Regions from separate parts of the Mus musculus genome. Here region 2 is linked to region 1. The links are chromatin contacts, called in public HiChIP or PLAC-seq maps. All regions are on one chromosome and are shown on one strand. The core of a region is the stretch at or near the end of the contact, and the rest is flanking DNA. Distances in the headings are between cores, read along the strand shown. Region 1 has its middle 37 kb from the start of Gm40577. Region 2 has its middle 4.3 kb from the start of Gm40575.

The links. HiChIP or PLAC-seq counts read pairs in DNA pulled down with a chosen protein or histone mark.
Region 2: a contact with region 1 is called in an HNF4G HiChIP or PLAC-seq map of pancreatic cancer cells, with 7 times the contacts expected there. The contact joins two enhancer-like sites. A contact is called at or near these places in 1 of 15 datasets of contacts at CTCF or cohesin (the NIH/3T3 cell line), 8 of 484 Hi-C or Micro-C datasets (cerebral cortex, embryonic stem cells, liver and 3 more) and 4 of 115 datasets of contacts at active chromatin or transcription factors (the NIH/3T3 cell line, embryonic stem cells and pancreatic cancer cells).

The regions. Positions count from the first base shown.
Region 1 is chr12:110,377,472-110,384,276 of GRCm38.p6, reverse strand. No RefSeq gene overlaps it. Among named protein-coding and RNA genes, the nearest start is that of Gm40577, 37 kb to the left of the region's middle. Within about 2 kb of position 2,951, at least 91 of the 459 cell types and tissues checked have an H3K27ac peak or open chromatin away from gene starts, as enhancers often do. A contact at or near this core is called in pancreatic cancer cells, where this site is marked.
Region 2 is chr12:110,197,154-110,203,958 of GRCm38.p6, reverse strand. No RefSeq gene overlaps it. Among named protein-coding and RNA genes, the nearest start is that of Gm40575, 4.3 kb to the left of the region's middle. Within about 2 kb of position 2,813, at least 12 of the 459 cell types and tissues checked have an H3K27ac peak or open chromatin away from gene starts, as enhancers often do. A contact at or near this core is called in pancreatic cancer cells, where this site is marked.

The DNA of each region.
Region 1 (6,805 bases), core at 1,702-4,201:
GTAAAAGTATCCATAAAGCTTAGAGTATTGCTCGGTAGGCAGAGTGCTTACCCAGCACGCACGAAGTCCTGGGACCCAGCCCTAGTGCTACGTGGGGACCTGATGTGGCACACTGCCTGATCCAGTACTAGGGAGTCAGAGGCAGCAGAATCAAGAGGTCAGAGTCTTTCTTGGCTACAGAGTGAGTTCAGGGCCAGCCTGGGCTACACAGGACCACCCCCACCAACTCCTAACACACACACACACACACACACACACACACACACACACACACACCCTCACGAGTGGAGAAGTGACAGAACAACTAACAAAATCTATTCTTCTTTACTTGGAAGCTAGTCCAGAGTCGCTCTCTGAAGACAGAGTGGAAGGTTATGGAAGCCGGAACATGACCAGAAAGAGAAGGAACTGTTTCTACTCCTTGCAGAACAAAGAACTAAGCTGGGCCCAGACCTCATCTGACTGAGCAGTAGGAAGCACCAGACACTGTCTACAGCTGCCCTGAGCTGCCCAGCGGACAAGCCCCCCTACTGTCTCAGAGACCAGAATAATAATGACCCTACTGAGGGCAGGTTCCTGTGAAAAAGAGGAAGTCCCCAGAGAGCAGCTGGAGCCTGGAGGCTGCCATCTTGGCCTCAGGAGGCAGGCAGAAGAGAGGTGGGGACTGTTTATGTTGATAAGTACTGATAAGTTCTGATGATAAGTACCTGAGACTATGTATAAAGGACAGGGTGTGGTTCTGGAGGCTACAAGCCCAAGAGCAGGGTACCAGGATCTGGAGATGAGGAAGGACCACGGTTGAATCAAAACACAATAGGGTCATTATACAATAAACAGAGACAGCATGCAGGCTCCTCTCTCTCTCTCTCTCTCTCTCTCTCTCTCTCTCTCTCTCTCTCTCCAGGGTCCTGGGGCTTGCTATGTAGACCAGGCTGGCCTCGAACTGAGAGATCTAAATTCTGTGATTAAAGGTGTGTGCCACCATGCCTGGCTGTTTTCTTTCTCTTAGGAGCCATCAATGCAGTCTTGTAGGCTCTATGTAGGTGATGGCATCCAGCCAGAACCACCTCTCAAAGGCTCCATGTTCAGACACCATAAACATGACTTTCGGGATGAAGTTTCCAACACTTGAGACCTGTGTGTGTGTGTGTGTGTGTGTGTGTGTGTGTGTGTATGGGAACATGATGATAAGTTATTCAGCGTATGCGCATGATCAAGTTGGGGCCACTGGCATATCTTCAACCTGTAATCCTTTTATGTACTGGAAATCACACAGCTGCTTTTCTAGTCATTTCGAGGTCTATTCTCTCTCTCTCTTTTTTAAATTTTAAATTATTTATTTATTTTATTTATACGAGTACATAGTTGTTGTCTTCAGACACACCAGAAGAGGGCATCAGATCCCATTACAGATGGTTGTGAGCCACCATGTGGTTCCTGGGAATTGAACTCAGGACCTCTGGAAGAGCAGTCAGTGCTCTTAACTGCTGAGCCATATCTCCAGCCCCAATTTCATCCCTTTTAGAGCCGAGGAATAGTCTCCTGGGTAGGTCCGCCATGTTTTCCATGTCTGAGCACTGGTTACTTGGGGTGGGTACTTCTACAACAAACATGGGAGTGCAGGTAGGTGTCCTGTTTTTCTAATACATGATTTAATTATTTTTAAGATTAGAATATAATTACATTATTTCTACCCTTCCTCTTGCTCTCTCCAGTCCCTCCCATGTCCCCTTCCTTGTTCCTTGTCAAATTCATGGTCTCTTCTCCTTTAATTGTCATTCCTACCCCCTTATACACACACACACACACACACACACACACACACACACACACACACACCCTTTAGTGTATGTTCAATTTCAGGGCTGACCACTTGGTATTGGATAACCAGTTGGGCCTCATTCCTGAACCCTTGGCGCTCTGTGTAGGGGTGCAGCCCTGTGAGATTTCCCTCTTCCTGTACTTATCCAGGGCAGCCATATTGTTGAGGTATCATGAGTAAACTTTGTTATTTCTAGTGGACACAATCTCACAGCTGACTTTCTGGTCTTCTGGAAAACTGCAATCTTTCTGTTCTCTCTTTTGTAAAGTTTCCCCAAGCCTTAGGTGAAGGAACTGTAGTGCTGATGTACCAACCGGGGCAGTGCCCTGCTGGCTTGTTCTCTGCATTCTGAGCAGCTGTGGTTTTCTGTAATGGTCTCTGTTGTACAGAGGCGTGTAGGTGTCTTTTTGGTGTCGTGTATTCATTTCCTTTGGGTTGCTGGCTTATATGCCAGTTCTATGTATCATGTTTCGAATATCCATAATGGCTGTTGATTTGTTTCCGTGGACAGACAGGCAATATGCACTTTTGGGAACAAACTGTGGTGGGGGACACATTGCAGACAGGTATAGGGGGCCAGAGGCCAACCTTTGGGGTCAACAAAGAGCTGTTGAGTCAGCCCACCTTGGAACCTACTCTGCTGCTGGGCTTCCTACTGAATAAAATGACACCCATAGGCGCCTTGTGAGCTTGGATTAGCTTAGCTCCTGTTCTCTGTAGTGAGTCTCCCCCTGGGGCGCGGGGGGTGATCCTCCCTGATCAGCGACTGCAGAGATGGGTGGACAAGGAGCTTAAGAATGGATTGGGATCAAAGAGTTATGTGGAAAGAGGGCTGGGGGTGAAGGGGCCTTGGGCTGGCAGTCAACAGCAGGCAGGGCAGGAAGTACTGTTTTTCCAGCCAGAGCCGGAGGGAACCAGTCTTGCAAAGCTGTGCGATGACTCAGAAGGGAGGACAGTGTCGTGTGGGGGCGGGAGGCAGAGTGATCACTTTCCCCGCCGACAGGCTTCATCTTCAGAACATTCGATCAGAGGTGAGTGATCGTGGGCGTTAAATGCTCACCTTTAAAGGTCAACACGGCAGACAGCCGGCCTCGTGGCCCAGACGTGTGCCTTGGGTAACCGCAGTGGAACTCATTAACTTGTCACCACGGTCCTGGAGCTGTCAGATGGCCTTCCTTAGGAGGTGCTTTATCCCCAACCCCTCCCACGCTGGCCAGCCCGAAGTACCAAGTCACACAGCCCACAGAGCAGGGAGCTGAGGGAGGACATGGTCAGGCCCCCACCTGATGCTATCATCCCCAGTCTGAAGGGCAAATGGCAAGAGAATGCATGCACTGAGCACTTCTGTATGTGACACCCTGCCTGGAAGTACTTAATGCTTAGTTCTAGTCAAAGGAAGGGAGTCTTGGAGAATTGGGGATCACTCAGATGTCAGGCTCTTAGGGATCCACTAAAAAGTGTTAACCTACCTGGGGACATCAAGCTAGGTCCTGGGATGGTCTCTGACTCCTGCAGAGACCATCGCGTGAAGTGAAGCAGGCTACATCATAACACAGCGTCAGGGGCTCGGAGAGAAGAGCTGAGACCCACTCGCCTCTGCTTTCTCTTCTCAACTCTGTTCCCTGCACAAATCCACTTCCCCAAATATTTATTGAGTGTCTATTAAGCCCAAGTACTGTTACCTCCCAGCTCAGGGCAATCTCTGCCTTCTAGGGTACACAGTCTGAAAAGAGACATCATGGGTGGGACATCATGCAGGGACAGAGATGCCTGGATGGGGGACTGGGGAACATGAAGGGACAGTCAGGAAGGGACAGAGATCTGACTGCAGAAGAGAGAGAAGGATCCCACGACTCCTTTAAGGCCTGTCAGAGTTCCAGAGATGACCAAGGACCTGGGCCCGGGTAGGGCACTCACGTGTGGGGGCTGTCTGCCTTCAGGGACCCCACAGCTAGGCCACCCGAGAACCCCTGGTGTCCATCCATCCATGGGATGTCTCTGTGTGGAGTGGTGGGCCCACCAGAAGGCATGGCCTCTGAGACTTTCTGGGGTGTCCCCCTCTAGTCACTTCAGATTTAGCCCGGCTATACCCCCGACCAATTTTTCTCTCCAAGTATGTGGCAGGGTGGGGAGTCCACTTCCTGAAGGTCCTGAGTTGCTGGGGTTTGAGCAGGGTGAGGGCGAGGTGCTTTTCTAGGGCGGCCAGCTTCTGTCTGGTTCTATACCCGCCGCGGTCTTATGGGAAGACTCCAGTCCTCAGCACACAGTGTAGACATGGAGTTTCAACCCAGCGGACTCTGACCACCACCCTGCTTGAGGCCGTTCAGTGCCATGCCTCGCATGCTCTTAAGAAAATGATCAAAACCTTCAACAAGGCTCTGCTTAGTGTGCTCACACAGCATCGTCCCAACTGCTCTGAATTAATCACTGCTCCCAACCGCCTCGGATTAATCGGGTGTGAGTGTTGGCTTAATCTCCTCTCCATTGGAGTCTAGCTGGCACTGCGGTACCCCTGGAGCTGTGCAGTGACATGTTTATATGTAGAAAATTAAGCAAATAATAAAAACAGCTGGCACTGGGGTGTTATTATCTCCGAGTTCACAAGCTCCATGTTTTGCATACATTAACTTCAACCCTCAAACACCGAGGCAGCTGCTGCCGGCATTGTACAGGTGAGAAGCCCGAAGCAGCGAGGTCAGGTGACTTGTCCCAAGGTGTTCAGGAAGGGATCGGAGCCAAGCAGCCAGTCCCAGCAACATGTTCAGAAACAAGAGATGCATTACTGATTCATTGTATGAGTGGGGAAAAAAAAGGCAGACAACTTTTTAAAGGTGAGAGAAATCCCCCAGAAAGGAACGTCATTAGCATTTTATGTCATTTTTCCTCGGCATACGTTAGGTACAGCCTTAGATGTAGCCATGTTTTTGGAACCTGATGGTGTTCACTCCACGGTGCTTTGCTGTCTGCTTTTTTTTTTTTTGGTTTTTCGAGACAGGGTTTCTCTGTGTAGCCCTGGCTGTCCTGGAACTCACCCTGTAGACCAGGCTGGCCTTGAACTCAGAGATCTGCCTGCTTTTGCCTTCCAAGTGCTAGGATTAAAGGTGTGCACCACCACTGCCCAGCTTCTGTTTGCTTTTTTTTTATTGACAGCCATCTGAGACACTTTCACACAGTGCCTGATTGATTTATCTGTATCTTTTTTAAAAAAATATTTATTTATTTATTTATTAAATGTAAGTACACTGTAGCTGTCTTCAGACACTCCAGAAGAGGGCATCAGATTTTGTTACGGATGGTTGTGAGCCACCATGTGGTTGCTGAGATTTGAACTCAGGACTTTTGGAAGAGCAGTCGGCACTCTTAACCGCTGAGCCATCTCACCAGCCTCCGATTTATCTGTATCTTATGTGTGTGAGTGCTTTGCACTCATGTGTGAACATGTGTACCATGGGTGTGTGTGTGCGCAGAAGAAGACTGGATCCCTGGACCTGGAATTACACATGGTTCAGAGCTGCCATGAGGGTGCTGGGAATCGAACCAGGTCCTCTGGAAGAGCAGCCAGTGTGCTTAACCGCTGAGCCATCCCTGTGTATTTATTCATATTCTAGGGCATGGCTGAAGCAGAGATTGTACAGTTTAACCCCCTTTGCTCCTGTAAGGCCCTTTCTGCTTTGTCCATGTACAATACCAAATTATCAGACGAGGAACTGTCTTTATTATTAATATCGATTCCCAGAAGTAATTTCTAGGACAAAGGTCATGCAGGGTTTTTAAGACGGCCAATGGGTGTAATGGCTCCCAGGAAGGGGAAAGGGAGATGCATTCTCAAGTGGTGGAATTCAACAGACCCACACGTGACACCCCTCATCTACCTGGATGGGGGTCCTTGGAAATGCTGTTAGTTGGGACATGAATTGAAAAATTAAAGAAATGCACTGTCATTCCTGGACCACAGGATGTGTTTCACATCCCCAGGCCTGGGCTCTCTGAGGCTTATGCAGCTGAGAGGAGAAGGGGGCTGCCCCAGGGCCTGGTGGGTATGCGGGCTCTGCCTGATCTGCGTCTACAAGGAGGATGTGAGCTTTCCAAGCCAGACACTGGCCATTTCTTCAGCCTGGAAAATTCTGCAGTCACGAGTGGGATTCTTTTAATGAATTAGTTAACATCTCAAATGCTGCCCCATCCCAGCCACCCCTTCACAGAGTTCCCCTCCCCCTCCCTTTCTTCTCTGAGAGGGTACCCCCCCCCTCCCCGTATCCTCCCACCCTGGCGCATCAAGTCTCTGCAGGATTAGGTGCATTCTCCACTGATGGGATTCTTAAGAAAATCCCAAAATCCTCTTAAGAAGATGATGAGAATGAAGTTTATAAGGTTCCAGTTACCGGGAACAACTCAACAGCGTGTTACGGCCCCAACACAGCCCGGCACAGCCCCTGGCACAGAACTTGCTGGCAGGGATGGAACAGATCAGCACGCCCACTGCTGTGGAACGGACTAGTACGCCCCCTGCTGGCAGGGGTGGAATGGACAAGGCTCGGTGTGAGTCATGAGTCATAGTGCTGAATTAAGGAAGAAGAGGATGTTTAAACTTCTGTCCATAGGGCTATTCGGAGGTGAAGAGCTTCCCCAAGACCCTGGACCACAAAACTAGAGGGTGGTGGTTCTGTCCTTTCAATCCTGTGTGCACTGTCCACCCCACCTCAGCCTCAGCCACCGCAACTACCCTCTTCCCCCGCTTATCACCCCCGTAGATCTGCAGAGGAGAACAGGGCTTGCCTCAGGAGCTGGCTGGTGACATCTGTCAGGAAGAATAAAGCCTTGAGTGCCTGGGCACAAAGCTTGCCTAGGTGGAAGGCTTACCTGGCCACACCCAATGCCCAGCTAATCCCAGCAGGAGACCTGCCAGGCCATCTTCAGCATCTGCATTGTGCCACAGAGGGCGCAGATGTCAGCGAGGTGAAGCCACACGCTGAGGATCATGGG
Region 2 (6,805 bases), core at 1,564-4,063, 180 kb after region 1:
TGCTACCCGTTAATGTAAAGTTCAGAAGTGCCCCAGAGGTAGTATGTATGTCCATGACCAAAGAGTTGCCATCATGGCTGCAGAGTCCCGAGGTCCTGCTTTGAATTGTGTCATAACAGTCTCCCGACACCCATGGGGTCAGGGAGTGTGGAGGTGTGGTGACTTACATAATGTCAGGGAGAAGTGGAGATCACTGCCCATAGAATGGCTTCAAAGGGCAGCTCCAGCCCAGGCGCCTCCTTGCTGATTTTATAGAATTCCACATCCTTTCAGGGTCTTGGGTTACAAAACAGTCACGGAGAACTCATGCGCCCCATTAACACTGAGACTTTTATGTATTTACAATTCAGCTTAAATTTTTACCCAGAGAAGTTTTCAAAATGTAACATGTGTTAGTCACTGCGTGAGTTGCGAAACCAAGGAAATATCTGCAAAGTGCTGGCCTTGACAATGTAATCTGGCAAGGCTTAGGGGGGGAATAAAAATAACACTCATGGCTCGGTAGCGTCGCCATCTCTGAGGGTGGGGGGGAGAGCAGAGCCCTTCCCAAGCCCACAGGTGGCTGCTGTGCATATGGGTACACGGGATGGGTGCCTACCCCAGGCCTTTCCTCTCTCTTTTCTCCAGGGCCAGCTCAAGTAGTGCCCCAGGCGGGATGGTTGAGCTCAGCCAGAAGTGGCAGGGACAGACACCAGTGATTCTGCATTCAGATGGGGCTTTTAAGACTGTACTCATTAGCCAGAAGGTCTTGGGCACAGAGACTGGAGGACATACAGGGAGTGGCGGCCTGTTCTGCTGTAGGAGTCCTGTTTAGGATGATGGACTTTGCGTTCCCCTCATGTGACAAGGCCAGCTTGAGTTTTCTAAACACAGCGAGCCTGCATCTCCCCACTGTGTTACAAGCCCACCCGGGTTTTTGGAGCTGACATAAAAGTTCCCGTCTGCACGTGTGTTGTCTGGATTTCTTGGATTTGTTTTTCTTGCTATTACACTCCTGAAAGATTCCTAGCCTAGCAGTGTTTCTGCAGGGGCAGAGGGCTGGGGCATCAAGCCCCTCTGAGTCTTGCCTTCACTGTCCCTTCCAGACTCACCAGCTTCAAGGGTTATATATACCTGTACCTTCCTCTGAGGCCCAAGGGGCCCACTCCCATTACCGAGGCTAGACTATGTACAGGATCCTGAGCTAGCCCAACCCCATATACTGCAAAGGCACTAGCCAGGCTGAAGGGCTTTGTCTGCTGCTTCTAGCTGCAGGGATCTGTAGATAGTATTGCCTGCATCCCATGCTCTCCCTGGAAGGGGCTCTGCCTACCTGGAACCACAGCTCTGGGATGTTACAGGAATGACAGCTGAGCCTCTTGAGACTCAGAGAGAGTGGTCTGTGATTCTTTTTGATCTACAGAGGAGGGAGCCAGGATGTGGTAGCACCTTGCTTGCTCATCACATTGGCCGTACACGACAGACCCGGGGCTGCACATGCCCAGGAGTCCCGCGTGTCCTCCCGAGGGCATACCTCTTTGATCTCTGAGCTCCATGCTTATTGCTCTACTGTAGTCCCCATAGCCTCTCCAACTGTCCCTGAGACTAACAGCTTATATTCCTAGGTTCTGCACGTATCTCCCTCCTGTCCTCACATATCACCTCCTCATTTCTTCCTTGCTGTCTGGTGACAGTATCTGACTGTATGAGTTTTGCCAACTGTCTAGTTTGTACCCTCCAGGAAGATGGCAGGGTACAGGCTTGCTGGCAGAACCTGGCCTGGGCCAGCCTCATAGCAGACTCTGAACCTAGCTCCTTGAAGGAAGGGTTTGTTGATATTCCCCGAGGCTGGGTTCCATGTCTGGGCACAGGACCATTCAGCTCCCTCCTATCTCCAGGTCTTTGGCTGGTCAGCATTTCAAACGATATTGTTTCATATTAAATTATTTCAAATTCCACGGACCCTGGTTTCACAATCAAATAATTTGATCTTGTTTATAAATGGAATTTTTATGTTTTTGACAGCTTCTAGCTTTGCTAGGCTGGATGGTCAGTGGAAGTTTGTCCTCCTATGCCCTCCAGTCCATCTCTGTTACCTTCCCTGGAATATCTCGGAGTCCGGGAACTGTCCCGGAGTTGGGAGGCCAGCGAGGAGGGTGAGTGTCCTTAGGCGTCCTGTGAGGAGGTGACTTTACTAGCTAGGGATCCAGTGCCCAGGGCCTTCTTGGCTTTCCTGGCCTTTTCCATCTTCTGGCTACAAGCATGAGAAACCCCACAAATAAAGGAATTAGAAATGAAGCTTGGTACCCATCGCCCCCATGGCTTATCCTTTGGCTACAGAAGCTAAAGCGCATGTCCCTAAGCCCTGTCCCAGGTGCTTATACACTCTCTCCAGGAGTTTTCCTTTCTTCTGTCATCCCTGATCACCTTAAATGTCACCAGGGACACCCAAAGCCTTGTGGGATGAAGACCTAGATGTGAAAGACGTGACCTGTGGAGGCCTGGGTTTCGTGTGTGGACCTAGGAACTGGTGGCTGTGGGTGCTGATGTAAAGACTCCAGAACACACTGGTGGCTAAGCTGTCTATGCAGCAGGTCGAGGGGCCAGGCTGAGGAAGGCTGAGTACAGACACTGGGCTGAGGAAGAACGTTTGTTGTCGAGAAGACCATACTTGGCAGAAGTTGCCAGATCCCACCTGAAACAGATAAGAATATTAAACTAGTGTAAATATTTTAACCAATGAACTGAATCTCAGGCTCTCCCTAAGAAGTCCCCTTGCCACCTGGGAGGCTGTGCTCTCTGGACGGCCAATAAAATGGTGCATTTGTACAAGGTGCTGGCTGACTCATGCACTGGGCGAGCTGGAGCCCAGGGAGAACAGGGAGGTTGCCTTGTGCCTGAGTCTCAGAAAGGTCAATCGCTAGCTGCCTGAATGAGTCACCCCCCAAGTTTTCACAACTTGGAATCCCAAGTCCCTGGTGCAAATAATTAGGAAGTGGGGGGCCTTTAGGAGGGGGTGAGCTCATGATGGTGGAGTCCCTTGGGTGGATTAGCGCCTTTATAGAAACAAAATGTCTCTGTCTTCCTTTATCTGACAGGATCTCATGTGGCCCAGGCTGGTCTCAAACTCACTATGGAGTTAAGGACAATCTTGACCATCGGACCCTTCTTCCTCTGTCTGCAGAGAGCTGGCACTCTGCAGAATGAATCCAGGGCTTGGTGTAGGCCTGGCCAGCAGTCTATCAACAGAGCGGTATCCCCAGTACGTTCTCTCTTTCTCTGCCCCTCCCTCTCCCTCCGTGTCTTGTCTGGACAGAGAGGTCAGCCAACATGTGGCAAACCAAGTTAGTCTTTTACCAGAACCAAACAGACAGGCCCCTGGATCTTAGACTTTCAGGCTTAGACATTAAGCCTTCGGTTCAGTCTCAGACACAAGGGAAAGTCTAGATGCCCTAGTGCAAAGCCGTTAGGTAGAACGGATCCCCTAGTACTGGGAGGTGGGTCTACCTTTTGCTCTCTCCAGCCTGGCAACTGATTGGTTGAGGCCCACCTATATATCTGGGAGGGAAAACTGTTCTCTGGAGCCAATCCATTCCCATTCTAAAGTCATGCTCAGATGCCCGAACAGAACTGGCCCCCAGTAACACGCGCTCTTTATCTGGCTTCCTGGCCCTGCAGACAGAAGCAGACTTGATCGTCAGAAGACATTCTAGGAGCCTCTTGTCTTTTTCCTTCCTTGCTCTTCTTTGATATATCCCAACTACAGTCCCCCCTCCTCTTCCTCCTCCTCCTTCCTCCTCCTCTCTCCCCCACACTGATCTTCCACTCTACCTCCCCTTAGAAAAGGGCAGGCCTCCCAGAAGTATCAACTAAATGTGGCACCACACGCTTCATTAAGACCAGGCACAAACCATAACACCAAGGCTGGGTGAGGCGGTCCAGCAGGCAGAAAAGGGTCCCATGGATAGACAAGAGTCAGCCACTCCAACTGTTAGGATTCCCATAAGCTCAACACCAAGCTACTCATCCATATCACATGGACAGAGGACCTAGGCAGAATCCCACAGGCAAGGAGTCTCTTTTTAAAATATTCTCTGAGTCCCACTGGGGTGATAAGAGGCATCCTGGTCTTCTGGCTGAAAGCATGGATGACCTGGATCAGCTCCATCAGCATCCCTGCTCAGAGGGTGTCTGGATGTTTCCACAAGGCAGATTGGAACTGAACTGCTGAGAGAGCACAGTGAGGACCCTAGTTCTACAGGCTTCCCCGAGGGGTCCCCAAAGCTGGTGCTAGAGGGCGGACTCAGGAAAGCTCCAGAGAGAGTCGACTGGTAAGGTCTTAGTCAATTGCTCTAGGCTCAGGTCAGGCACTTTAGTCTGAAGAATCCTCTGGGTGTTGGATGCAGGTCAAAGCTTGCCGAAACTGTTTCCCTAGGGCACCCTGAGTTCTTCCAGAGCCTGGTGTTCCTCACTGCACCGCCATGGTCTTTGTTGGCCCATATGGACTCTCATGTCTGCTCTCATATTAAATGTTGGGACCATGCGTAGCTACAGACCTTTAGCCTCTATCTCTACAGAAGCCCTTAGCCACCAAGGGCTAAGTATCCAGACTGGAGGATGCCCAGCTGATGCGCAGGCCTCGTAGAGGCCTGAGGGAAATGGAACCTTCATTTGTGTCATGTCAATGGACGTTTAAACCCAAACAGGCTAAACACACACAGTGTGGATGGTTCAGTGTGCACGCTGAGATCAGCAAATGCTGGGGCACACAGACCTGAGGTTTGTGTCCATGTGTAAGGTGCACCTGCGTGTACCAGGATGGATGGATATTTATCACAGAAAAGAAAGCAATAGATGAGACAAAGCGTGGCCCGTTTGGGGGGCATTAAATAAAAAGAAAAACAGACAGTGGTATATGCTTCTAGAAGACCAGGCAATGGCTGTTTATGTCATCATTTATGTCATCATCAGACACACAAAACATGACAAATCTCATTCTGAGTTCCCTTATTTCAGCGAGCCTTCAGCAGGCCCCAGGAGGTGGGTGGTAGCTTTCCATCCACTTTGTGAGTAAATGACTGAGGACTAGGGAGGGGATGGCCATGTCTAGGCAGTAGAGGTGGTCTATGATGAGGTGGGATGTGGCCCTGAGGTCTTGTCTCCTTATTGATGGTGGTGAGGATGTGGGAGAGTACGGACGAGGCAAGATCTACTCATTCTTCTTTAAACGTTTTCATTCCTGTGTGTGTGTGTGTTATATATGTGTGCTCATGTGTACACGTAGGGCAAAGAGGTATGTGTCTGTTACCTTGTGCACACATGAGGACCAAGGACAGCCTCGGGTGTCAGTCCTCACCTGGCAGAGTCTCTTTTGCTTTATCCCATGTGACATCTCTTCCAGGCTAGCTGGCTATGACCTTCAAGGGAAGTCTTCTATCTCAGCCTCCTACGTTATTAAAAGATGGTGGGATTACAGATAACACCTCCATGAGATTAAGCTCTTATAGGTCTTCAGGCATATGCAGTAGATGTTTTAACCTGCTGGGTCATGCTCCTGGCTCTTGTTTCCATAGTGTGTGTGTGTGTGTGTGTGTGTGTGTGTGTGTGTGTGTGTGTGTGTGTGTGTATGTGTGAGTGTGTATGTATGAATGAATGAGGATGGAGCCCAGAGACGATGACAACTTCCTCTCTTCCTTCCTTCCTCTGTTCCTCTGCCCCCCTCCCTGTGATCGACCCCACTCCCCCATGACAGCTGGCCAGCAAGCTCCAGCACTTTTCCAGCTGAGGGATCTTCCAGTCTCATTTTCTCCTTCTACCTTTCCAGTCCCCTTGAATTTCCCCCTGGGTGCTTATCTGACTTTATTTTACAAACTGCCAACAGAAGATCTCTGGCTAGGGACAATGAGTCTGGGATTCCTTTACTGTGTTTTACTACATTTCAAAGTAAAACGCTGTCATTTTTTTTTTAAACTTCGCCCTATATCGAGGGGAGAGGGTTGAGGCCTGTAGGGAGTTGGTGGAAGAAACAATCGGGATGCTATCAAAGTGTCCCCAAGCCTTGGCGCCTGCTTATTCATGGATATCAGCTCTGTGTGCTGTAGTTCTTGATCAGGCTCTAGCTCAGGTCCTCATAACAGAGATGGGTGCCTGAGGCACAGGGAGCGACTTGCATTTGCTCCAGAGCCCACGTGGCTGCCCTGACTCCAAGCTGGCCAATGACTCTTGCATTGTGGGTGCAGGGCTACCGGGGTCAAAACTGTCCAAGGAACTATATTTAGTCCAGGACAGAACTCAAGGGCCACCTGGCAACAGAAGTGTCCCCCAAAAGCCTGGCACACAAATCACCTCTTTATTTGCCTCTTTCCTTCTCCAAGTCTGCTCTCCAGCTCATTCGCTACTCTTTAACCTGCCTGACAGCTGAGAATGACGTTGCCCTTGGTGACTGTAGGTATCCTGGCAGCCCAGTACAGAAAGACCACTTGAGGCTTCAATGAGTGCCAGGCCTTTCACAGGAGACCTAGGGGTGGGCCTGGTGGTGGCCAGAGGGCTGGGGTTGATTAGCTCTATGACTTAGTCAAAGCCCCCCTCCAACTGGATCTCAGTCCCTTTGTAGAATAAAGGGAGTGGCCAGTCGCTGCAAGTGGATGGCTGAAGTCTCAGGATGGTGGTAGTACAGCCTGTCTCTAAAAATCCTCTCTTGTCCCAGATTCAGTTTGGGGGGATAGACAGGAACGTCTGCCCTGTCTCCATGGGAACAAGTTTGCCCACCCCCCCCCCCTCTTTGGCCAGGTTCCTCATGATGATTCTGGGACATGATGGGTTCCAG